Linked DNA regions of Mus musculus: all the other regions are linked to region 1. Evidence: chromatin contacts called from public Hi-C data. All regions are on one chromosome and are shown on one strand. The core of a region is the stretch at or near the end of the contact, and the rest is flanking DNA. Distances in the headings are between cores, read along the strand shown. Region 1 has its middle 59 kb from the start of Fam114a2. Region 2 overlaps Gria1 (glutamate receptor, ionotropic, AMPA1 (alpha 1)). Region 3 overlaps Gria1 (glutamate receptor, ionotropic, AMPA1 (alpha 1)).

Region 1 (3,182 bases), core at 339-2,838:
TTCCCTGATTCAGTCTCTGCCAGTTGCTTTGACCCATCTCTGCACTGTCTTCCCTGAGTGATGGACACAGCATTTTGCAGGTGGGCTGTGTATTGGCAAAACAGGACTCCACACATTGACACCCACTGTGCATTTCTGGTTAGTCGCTAAAATAAATCGGAAAACATATGCCACAGTCAAGTGGCCACGCAGTGTGAAATCAAGGAAGCAGCTCTCAAAGGTTCTTCAATCCCCCTAGAAGTTTCGTTTGCTGCTGTGACCTTCATCCCCAACGGATAGGATCTTCTCTGATCCAAGAGGCATGGAGTTCAGTGGTAGTACCGTCCCTCTGTAGGAGAGCCCCCCCCATCACCACTGATGGGGGAATTTCCCTATGCATGCAGTGTTCCCAGGTGAGAAGTTATTTCCCAATGTTAGGCAGTCTGGGTCCTTGAAACAACCTCAGCATCAGTGATGTCTTCAGGTCTATGATGGAGAGAGGGCAAATCCACTCAAGAATTCCAAAAGACATTGCCCTTTCTAGTGCATCTGAGAAGCCGGTCCTTGCATCCTGGGTCATGGACAAGTACAGGCTTCCCTCCAGTGAGGCTATAAGGATGAGCGACAGGGAGCTAAGAGTAGCTGCAAATTTCTGGCCATGAGCACTAAGTTCATTACCACATCACCATAGGAAGCACTACCACTTATGAGCCCCTAGGTCACCCAGGAGCGTAGCCCAGAGTACCCAGTCCTCTGGATGATGCTGGGGTTAGGGATCAGCTCCTCTTTATAAACAGCAACACGAGGTCTCCAGAGCAGTACCCCCCCCCCAGGTCCCATGCCGCAAAAATAGTGGTAGCAGATAGATACACTCACACCACGCCAGCAGAGTCTGGTGTGGAGATGGCTCAGTCAGCTCAGTGCTTGCTGCGAAACTGAGGAGTTGAGATCATTACCAGCACCCACGTGAAAAGCCACATGCCACCAAACCTGGATGACCTGATTTTAAGCCCAAAGATTCACATAGTGGACGGAGAAGCCAGTCCTTGGAAGTTGTCCTCAGACCTCCACATACACAATGGGGCACGTGCATACACAGTAATCTTTCCTTCTGCTTTGTTTAGATATCTAAGCACCTTCATTCCAGCACTGGGGAGGTAGATAATTCCCTGTGCTCAGAGGTGAGCAGCTTGACCTAATCTAAGAGCCCCAGGTTCCTTTTAGAGAACCTGTCTCAGAAAATCAGGTGGAAAACTCCTGAGAAAGACATCTAATGTTGACCTCTGGCTTCCACGTGTGTATGCAATATACACACAGAGAGACACGCACACACACTCTCACACACACATGCTTGTGCACACACTTATGCACACATACTCACAGGAAATGAAGAACAGAAACGAAGCTTTTCTGCCAGCCAGGGGCCTTTCTTTACCTCTCCAGGGCTCTCTAATGTCCTAAGACCATCCCCAGCCTACCTCCTAAGTTAATTCCTGCAGCCTCAGCTTCAAGCACTTTCTCTCCTTGGAGTAGTAACTGATCCCCAGCCTTCGAAGCAGCCATTTCTCTTCCAGCACTGCCAAATCACCCCTTGGCCACCTTCCGGGATGACTCATCCCACGGCTCCTCCCGGCCTGATTCTTTGCACCGTTTCTGTCTCTTCTCTCGGCAGCTCTCCAACACATACTCTCCATTCTGAAAGGCATTTATGATTTCCAGGATAGGTTTGGGGGAAATTTTTTAGAGTAAGTTGGGAGAGGTGTAATGGTTTGGGGAAAGGAGACTTCCCATCCATCCAAACACCTTCTTTCCTAGGGAAGAGAGATTTGATGAAAACTCAGAGGGTGCTAGACAGGGAGGCGACTTAAGAGATGCAGCACAGAATGGTTCAAATGAAGATGGATCAGAAGCTCGGATTAAACGTCCCCGAGGCCTTCAGTCTTACCCAGAAATGTGCAACAGAGAACACACTTGGATTTGTGGATCTGATTTAAAATGCAAAATGTCTTTCCTCAAAATAGGTAAATAAAAGGTCAGATGCTAAGTGTAGTTCATGCCCTCTAAGCAGAACTAACCACCACCAAAGATACTCACCACACAGGCCATGTGGAAGCTAGGTGTCTCCTTGATTGTCCCTCCCTAGGAGCTAGTATTGCATGGCTAGGTAGCTTCGAGAAGGCTGAAATCAAAAGGCTTGGACCCCAGCTTGGCTCTCCTACCAATAGCTTTGTTAAGCTTTGGCCAATATTGTTAGCTTTATGGGCTTCAATTTCCTCAGACATATGGTAACATTTTTGCAGCACTGTGGGTGGATCCCAGAGCCTTGCACATGTGGACAGGGGCGTAATCACCTCGCCCACTGCTAAGCGCCCTCCATGACCTAGAGTAAGGGTCCTTCTAGGTCTCACATTTTGTTAACTTTCTAGTGAATATCAAAGTGGCCACTACCAAAGGCCAATGCTACCAGATGCTTGGCAAAAAGACATTTCCTCGGTCCCATATGTGTGTGAAACATTGTGTGTTTAGGGGGTGGGGGGCTGGCCCCTGAGACAACTCTGTAAACAGTGGACATCATAAAGATCCTATGAGAGCTAGGTGTGGTGGGTCATGTCTGTAACCCCAGCAGTTGGGAAGCAGAGACAGGAAGATCAGTAGTTCAAAATCAGCCTGTGTGTACTGAATTTAAGGCCACCTGGGTTACATGAGACCCTGTCTTCAAAACTCAAAACAAAAGAGGAACAACTACCACCAACAAAAGACCTTATGAACCATTTTTACATAAAGATTCAAAACAGCTTAAATCAATATAATTTAACATGGCCTTAATGTATTCCACAGAACCCTTTATACTTTCACTGTTGTGGTGGTGGTGGTGATGGTGGTGGTAGTGGTAATTTTGTTTCGTGCTGGTGGTAGTTTTGGTGATGATGGTTATGGTGATTATGGTTGTGGTAATAATTGTCATTGTTACCTCATGGAATGCATTTTAGGACACACTGGTAGTAAAGTTGACATCTTTCTTCTTGCCTCCAGTTTTAGCCCCCTTTTTGTATTCCTCCCCAAGTCAGGTCAGTACCTAGAAATTCCACTCAAAGCCAAGTTAGATGTTTCTGGGTGTTCTGTCCTTTCAAGCTGTGATAGTTAGCCTTAACTGTCAGTATGACACAACCTAGAATCACCTGAGAAGAGAGCCTCCATAAATG
Region 2 (3,182 bases), core at 174-2,673, 370 kb before region 1:
GACATGATTCATATATGACCCCCAGACTGAGCTGGCCTTGTTTACTGTATGGTGTGGGAACCAACTTCTAGAATTTCAGCTATTTACCGTCTGGGCCACCAATGGCACAACTCAAGAGAGGATGTACTGAGTGTGACACACATGGTTCCTTGAAAGACCCTTCTTGGTTACAGTATGGTAAATCCACACATGTGGCTCTCAGCTTTTAGGCCAGTACTCCAGTAAGAGCAAAAACTCAGCATCCTCTGATATCTATGTGGTCTTTGGGGAATATACTATAGGGCCAAAGGCTTGAGTTGACCTCCCAGCACTCCGAAGTTGCTGAGACTCTAGTTTTCTTCTTAGCAGCATGGACATCCTCAGCTCCTAGGCCAGTATCTAGGAGGCAGGAGGCGTGGGCAGCTACCATGTGTGACTAGAATTGCCATCATCAAATAGTGGGACAAAATTTATGTCCTTGATCTTGTGTGTATCTTGTGTGTGTGTGTGTGTGTGTGTGTGTGTGTGTGTGTGTGTGTGTGTGTGTGTGCCTGTCCGGGTCAGGGGGCAGCTGCCAATGTCATTCCTTAATCAGCATTCTTTTTAGATAAAGTTGGCTTCTTGGTCCTACTCACTCTTAGGGCTGGCTGCTCGTGTGGTTTCTTGGTAACCTGTTCAATAGGTGTGCCTGGGAGGCTGTTTATGAAAATGTGGCAACTACACACTGGCCCCAACCTGGTTTTGTTATCAGCAGCTCCCCAAATTGAAGGTGAAAGGTCACTTCTACCTTCCTACTTTAAAAGAACCAATGGCTTGTTAATATTTAGGAGCTAGAGAACCCAAAGCTTGGCAAGAGCTATGAGGCTTTGCTTAGTCAGGGCTCACTACTCTGCTTCCTCCTAGCCCTGCCTAGCACTCCAACCTACCCACCTCTTGTTTCTTAGATTGGTTTTCTTTTCTCTTTTTTAAAAACTGTTTTTAAAACATAGTCCTTTATAACACAGGCTGGCCTCAATATCTCTGACTATGACCTTGAGCTGATGATCTTGCTACCACCCCCCAGTGCTGGAATTCCAGGTACCCACCACCATATCAGGCTACCACTCATCTCTCTTTTTAATTCTTCCTCTTAATCTTCTCTCCCTGTTGTCTCTCTCCCCTGAGTTATATTCTGCAGGCCTTAACTTTGTGCAAAATACTGCAACTCCCAAGCAGGGCTGTCCCCAGAGGACTTGAATTAATTGTTCTGGGTCAGTGTCCTCCAGGCTCTCAAGGCAGCTCTGGCCCCGTAGACAATGCATAACCCATCCTCCCCCTTAGGTGATATAATGGAAGAGCATTTGTTTTGGATCGCATGAGCTCTTGAGTCATGACTGACTCACAAAGCAGTGAGCAGGAGGGCATGAGGGCATATGCTCATTCTCTTGCTATGTCTCCTCCTTGCCAGACCAGCCCTATGGATGGATGTGGGTTCAGTCCACACAATAGGGTCCTAACAATCAGTGAGCTTTACCCAACACTGGGGAACCACATTGCTGTGTGTATCATGCAGCTCATTCCCCCAAAACCTTCATGCAAGAGAGATTACCAAGAATGCCATTTACAGAGGAAACCCAGGCACAGAGAGTTAAGTGCTCAAGTTTGCATTGTGTGCAATGGTCAAAGCTGGAGAAATTCCAAGGCAGTTTGACTCTGGAGTCTGTGCTACTGACCACTTCCTGCCCTCCTGCCTGCCAGTCCTCCGTGTCACAAGAGCCCTGCTGGGTGGTTTCAGTTGAAACCTCACAGTGGCTTTCACTGTTGATAGAGTTCTTTGTCCTGTGCAATGGACTTTGATTTCTAAATTGTGCTTTCCTTCTAGATCATTCCGCAGGCAGTCATCAGTACACACCCAAGACTAAGTGCAAGGTAGCTAGGGGAGCTGGTTGGATGCGGGTCCTCTATTCCACACAGCAGGGGTTTCCAATGACCTGCCCTCAAGAAAATGCAATGTTTCTAGAAGGTTCCATAGAGCTTCTCCACCTTTGGTTATGAGATTCTCCAACATTGTAAGAGGGATTATATCCAATATGGACTCATTGGATCCAGAGGCAAGAAACAGATTCAGGAACACCCCCCTGCTCAGTTGTTGAGGGAACCACACGAAGTCAGAGCTGCACATCTGCTACACATGTATAGGGAGTGGAAGTTTCATAACATAAAAAGCTTTGCATAGATTTAAGGATGGGAGGGGGTGCATAGAAATAGAAACATGGGAAATAAGAGCACACACCCAAATGTGGACATAGTCTTCTCAAGGGAGAGTCACGATGTGTAGTTTTTAGTGATTTCTGGGTTCCATCTCAAAGAGTCCTCGTCTTTGCTTGTTCAGCAAATGAGACCATTGGGTGGTTCCTGGGAGGGTAGGCTAAAGCCTTGGCCATTTCAGTTGTAGAGGACGGGAAGATGATTTTACAGTAAATGAAACTTTACTCTTGTTTGTTAGATTCCCAAACAAGCACCAGGACTAGGAGGAAGCCCAGGTTGTATGTGCTTGAGCCTAAGTATGGTCCATGCTATTTTAACGGCCCTGCTTGGAAACTCCTTATGAAGTGAATATTGCCTCTTAAGTTATTGTGTGGAGATTCTTGATTCTCGGCAGGTGATAGGCTTCAGACTCCTTTCCCTTTCCCATGCCTGCCTAATTGCCCAGCCTTTCTGTGCTGCCTCAGGCCTTCCCCAGCAGAGTGGAAAAGGTACATTATGCTGTCAATTCCAACCTTCAAGTGACATATTTATCTTTTTATTAGCTACTTTTCTGTTGCTGTGATAAAACATCATGACCAAAGCACCATATGGAAGAAAGGTTTATTTGGGCTTATGGTTCCAAAGAGTAAGAGTCCATCATGGTGGAAAAGGCTTGGCAGCAAGTGGCAGGCATGGGGGCAGGAGCAGAAAACTGCGGACGCACATCCTCAACACAAAGCATAGAGAGCAGACTGGAAGTATGAACTCTCAGAGTGATGTACTTCCTCTAGCAAGCCCAACCTTCCCCCCAAACATTCCCCCAACACTGCCACTGGCCAGGAACCATAAAATGGCCTGCGCTGATGAGAGAAAGTTCTCATTCAAACCACTATCCTTGCTCTCACAGATTTCTCCATGACACATAGGACATTCCTAGAGATGCGAAAGTCTTTTGGAGATACCCACCTGGATTTGCC
Region 3 (3,182 bases), core at 350-2,849, 320 kb before region 1:
TTGTACCATTTTCAACCAAGTGGGGGATAAAATGGGACCAGGTTGTAAGAGGGGAAATCTTTGAACCCCTTGATGTGCTGAATGTACGTGGGGAGAGATAGGAGCATGATGGGAAAGTATGCAAAACAGAAACGCTAAGGGCTGCAGATAGCACTCTGTGGTAACGTGCTAGCCTGTGGTGGAGTGCTAACCTATTCAGCCCAGAGCCTATGGAGCCCAGAGCTCCATCCCCAGCCCTGAAAGATTCAGAAATAGTAGTGGCCTCGCTGATGGTCCTCCTGGGGGAGTTTTGGAAATATGAGACTTTGAAGAGGAGGTGATTGGTCATTCTCATATTATAGATAAGAAAACATGGTCCAGGGCACTTAGCCTTATGACTCAGACTTGCATCTAAGTTCCTGCAAGCTGAAGCCTTGTGCAAGCTATTCTTCCACAGCCTATATGTCTTTAGGTGTAAATGGATAATTGGGATATGCCCTGTAATTCATCGTGAATATTTCATTAAGAAGGTTGTGTTAAGCACCCTAAATAGCCTAGGGTCCACACCACCTAGTATCTGCAGGCCTTAATACAGACAAGGCTTATTGAACCACTGACAAACAGGATAACAGGTAAGAGAACAAGACAAATGGCTGGTTAATACTTCCTCAGAAGAAAAGAACCTTTCATAAACCATAAGGGGATACCTTCCCTCTCTCTGCACCAAGGAGAATGCCCACCCCAACTCCCAGCATCCCCTGCAAGCTTCCTCACATAGCAACCTCACATGGCAGAACCCAAAACAACTTCCCAGGTATGGTATTAGCATGGAAACATTTGCAGTTGGACCCTGTACATTCCTTCTTTCTAAATCCCTAAATATCAGCCCCATTCCTTCAGCTGCAAAAGAGAACTCTTGGACTCAACGAGCAGTGGCTTATTTAGGATCCTCATGGTCTTGTGTGCATCTGAATTTCAAGGAAGTCACTACTCTTTGGCTGAGGAAGGCTGCAGCAAATTAGTATTCCTGCCGTCAGTCCTCCTTTGGGGACTAAACTCTTTTTTTCTTTCCATCTCCATCTCTCAGTGAAATTTTTTGTTCCAGACCATGCTGTCTCAGCCAGTCTCTTCCTAATGTGATTCTCTTTGATTCACACCAGGCAGCCCCTGCAAGAAGACAGCACCAAAGCAAGCGCCTAGGTGGCTGAGGACGGTGCGCTGGCAGGAGCAGTTCTGGAAGCATCTTCGAACACAGCCATCACACATTTAACCAAAGTGACTGACAGAGTGTTTCTCCCCCTCTGTACTTTCAGTCCATTAGTCTTATTTGTCTTCTGCAGAAAGACGCCTCCCTCCACACCTCAGGTTCCTACAAAAATCAGTGTGTGCGTATCAGACACGCCTACGCACATGATGTGATGGGCACCAGTCTGGATCTGGGGGGAGTAGTCGGTGTTTTGTTCCTAGGCTATGAGTCCTGCTTTCCTCCCCCGCCCCACTCACTCCCAGCCCCCACCCCGCTCTACTTCTTTGTTTCCTTTCTGCTTTTCCCAGAAACTGCCTCTTCTTGCTGTTAGTCATCATGGAATCGAAAACCCTTTAGCATTCCAGGCAGCTGAGAGCATTTACATCGTTCCTCTCTCCTTAGCACCGGGAAGCCTATGAGGCCCCAAAGACACTGTGTGTCATCAGCAACTGGCTTTTTTCTTAGAAAATATTCACTGTGGTCTACCTTTGCCATCCAGCTCTGTGGTCTTGATCCTACCCATTGCATCAGCCATCACCTTCCTAGGTCTCTAGATTGTAGACATACACATCCCTCTCCTATGAAGCACGTGTTTAGCACGTGTCACTTTTTCCACAGATATATATGAATATGTTCAAGAAACTAAGGGATCTTTTTAAATTGTTTTTTATTTACACCCTCAATGTTCCCCCTCTCAAAGTTCTTCACCCCATCCTCTCTCCCCTTCACCTCTGAGAGAGCAGCCCCCGCCCCAGGCATCCCTCCTTCTCTAGGGTATCGAATCTCTACAGGATTAGGCGAATCCTCTCCCATTGGTGCCAGACAAGGTAGTCAGTCCTCTGCTACACATGTCCAGGCTACTTGGTGCTGTTGGTCTTCCTATGGGATTGCCATCCCCTTCAGGTCCTTTAATCCTTCCCCTAACTCATGCATAGGTGTCTGAGACCTCAGTCTGATGGCTGACTGTAAGTATGTGCAAGCATGTGTAAGTCTGTCCACTGCTGGTAAGGCTCTCACTCACTCAACATTGCATGGCTAGGAAGTTGCAGAACTCATTTCAGGTCCGTTCATTTGACCCCTCAAGAAGGCTGAAATCTCCCTTTTCTTAAGAGCATCACAAAAATTCATTATAATAAACACTGAAAACTACATGCTGATTGCTAAGTAGTAAAATTGGACTTTAAATGTAAATTTCTTGGTTGATGACCCATCCAACCTTCCGAGCAGATAGTTTGTTGGCTGCCACGAGAAAGCTGGAGAAAGAACAAGATTAACAAGTTGAGACCGCAGCGATGTCTGACACCTTAAGAGTGCTTGCTGTTATATCAGGGTCCTTTCAGCAAACGCTTGCTAGTGTATGCAATGGTGTCAGAGCTCTTGACTCTAGCTGCATATGTATCAAAAGATGGCCTAGTAGGCCATCACTGGAAAGAGAGGCCCATTCGACACGCAAACTTTATATGCCCCAGTACAGGGGAACTCCAGGGCCAAAAAGTGGGAATGGGTGGGTAGGGGAGTACGGGGGGGGGGGTATGGGGGACTTTTGGGATAGCATTGGAAATGTAATTGAGGAAAATACGCAATAAAAAAATTACTTAAAAAAAAAAGAGTGCTTGCTGTTCTAACAGAGTGTCCATATTCGGTTCCCAGCAACCATGTCAGGAAGCTTACAACCTCCCGTACCTTCAGCTCACAGAGATCTGATGCCCTCTTTACACACACACACACACACACACACACACACACACACACACACACACCCCACAATGCATATACACCTAAATTAAAAAGTAGAAGAAACAGCAAACAGCACATAGTTAGGGCTTTACCCACAGTCACTCAATGAAATAATGTTAAATGTTCATCAAGAAATCTACCAACCTCTATCTATTAATTACTAATAAGCCTGTTCCAATCAAACCACAATGATGATTCTACCACATGAAGGGTTTATAAT

The links. A called contact is a pair of places that touch in the nucleus more often than the background predicts.
Region 2: a Hi-C map of the C2C12 cell line shows a contact between it and region 1, with 2.2 times the contacts expected there. The contact joins two enhancer-like sites. A contact is called at or near these places in 1 of 15 datasets of contacts at CTCF or cohesin (the NIH/3T3 cell line), 2 of 484 Hi-C or Micro-C datasets (the C2C12 cell line and embryonic stem cells) and 1 of 9 other capture datasets (embryonic stem cells).
Region 3: a Hi-C map of the C2C12 cell line shows a contact between it and region 1, with 1.7 times the contacts expected there. The contact joins two enhancer-like sites. A contact is called at or near these places in 6 of 484 Hi-C or Micro-C datasets (the C2C12 cell line, cortical neurons, embryonic stem cells and 1 more) and 1 of 9 other capture datasets (embryonic stem cells).

Annotation. Positions count from the first base shown.
Region 1 is chr11:57,458,368-57,461,549 of GRCm38.p6, forward strand. No RefSeq gene overlaps it. Among named protein-coding and RNA genes, the nearest start is that of Fam114a2, 59 kb to the right of the region's middle. Within about 2 kb of position 1,589, at least 7 of the 459 cell types and tissues checked have an H3K27ac peak or open chromatin away from gene starts, as enhancers often do. A contact at or near this core is called in the C2C12 cell line, where this site is marked.
Region 2 is chr11:57,090,073-57,093,254 of GRCm38.p6, forward strand. The region is part of intron 2 of Gria1 (glutamate receptor, ionotropic, AMPA1 (alpha 1)); the gene reads left to right. Among named protein-coding and RNA genes, the nearest start is that of Gria1, 80 kb to the left of the region's middle. Within about 2 kb of position 1,424, at least 43 of the 459 cell types and tissues checked have an H3K27ac peak or open chromatin away from gene starts, as enhancers often do. A contact at or near this core is called in the C2C12 cell line, where this site is marked.
Region 3 is chr11:57,139,017-57,142,198 of GRCm38.p6, forward strand. The region is part of intron 2 of Gria1 (glutamate receptor, ionotropic, AMPA1 (alpha 1)); the gene reads left to right. Among named protein-coding and RNA genes, the nearest start is that of Gria1, 130 kb to the left of the region's middle. Within about 2 kb of position 1,600, at least 36 of the 459 cell types and tissues checked have an H3K27ac peak or open chromatin away from gene starts, as enhancers often do. A contact at or near this core is called in the C2C12 cell line, where this site is marked.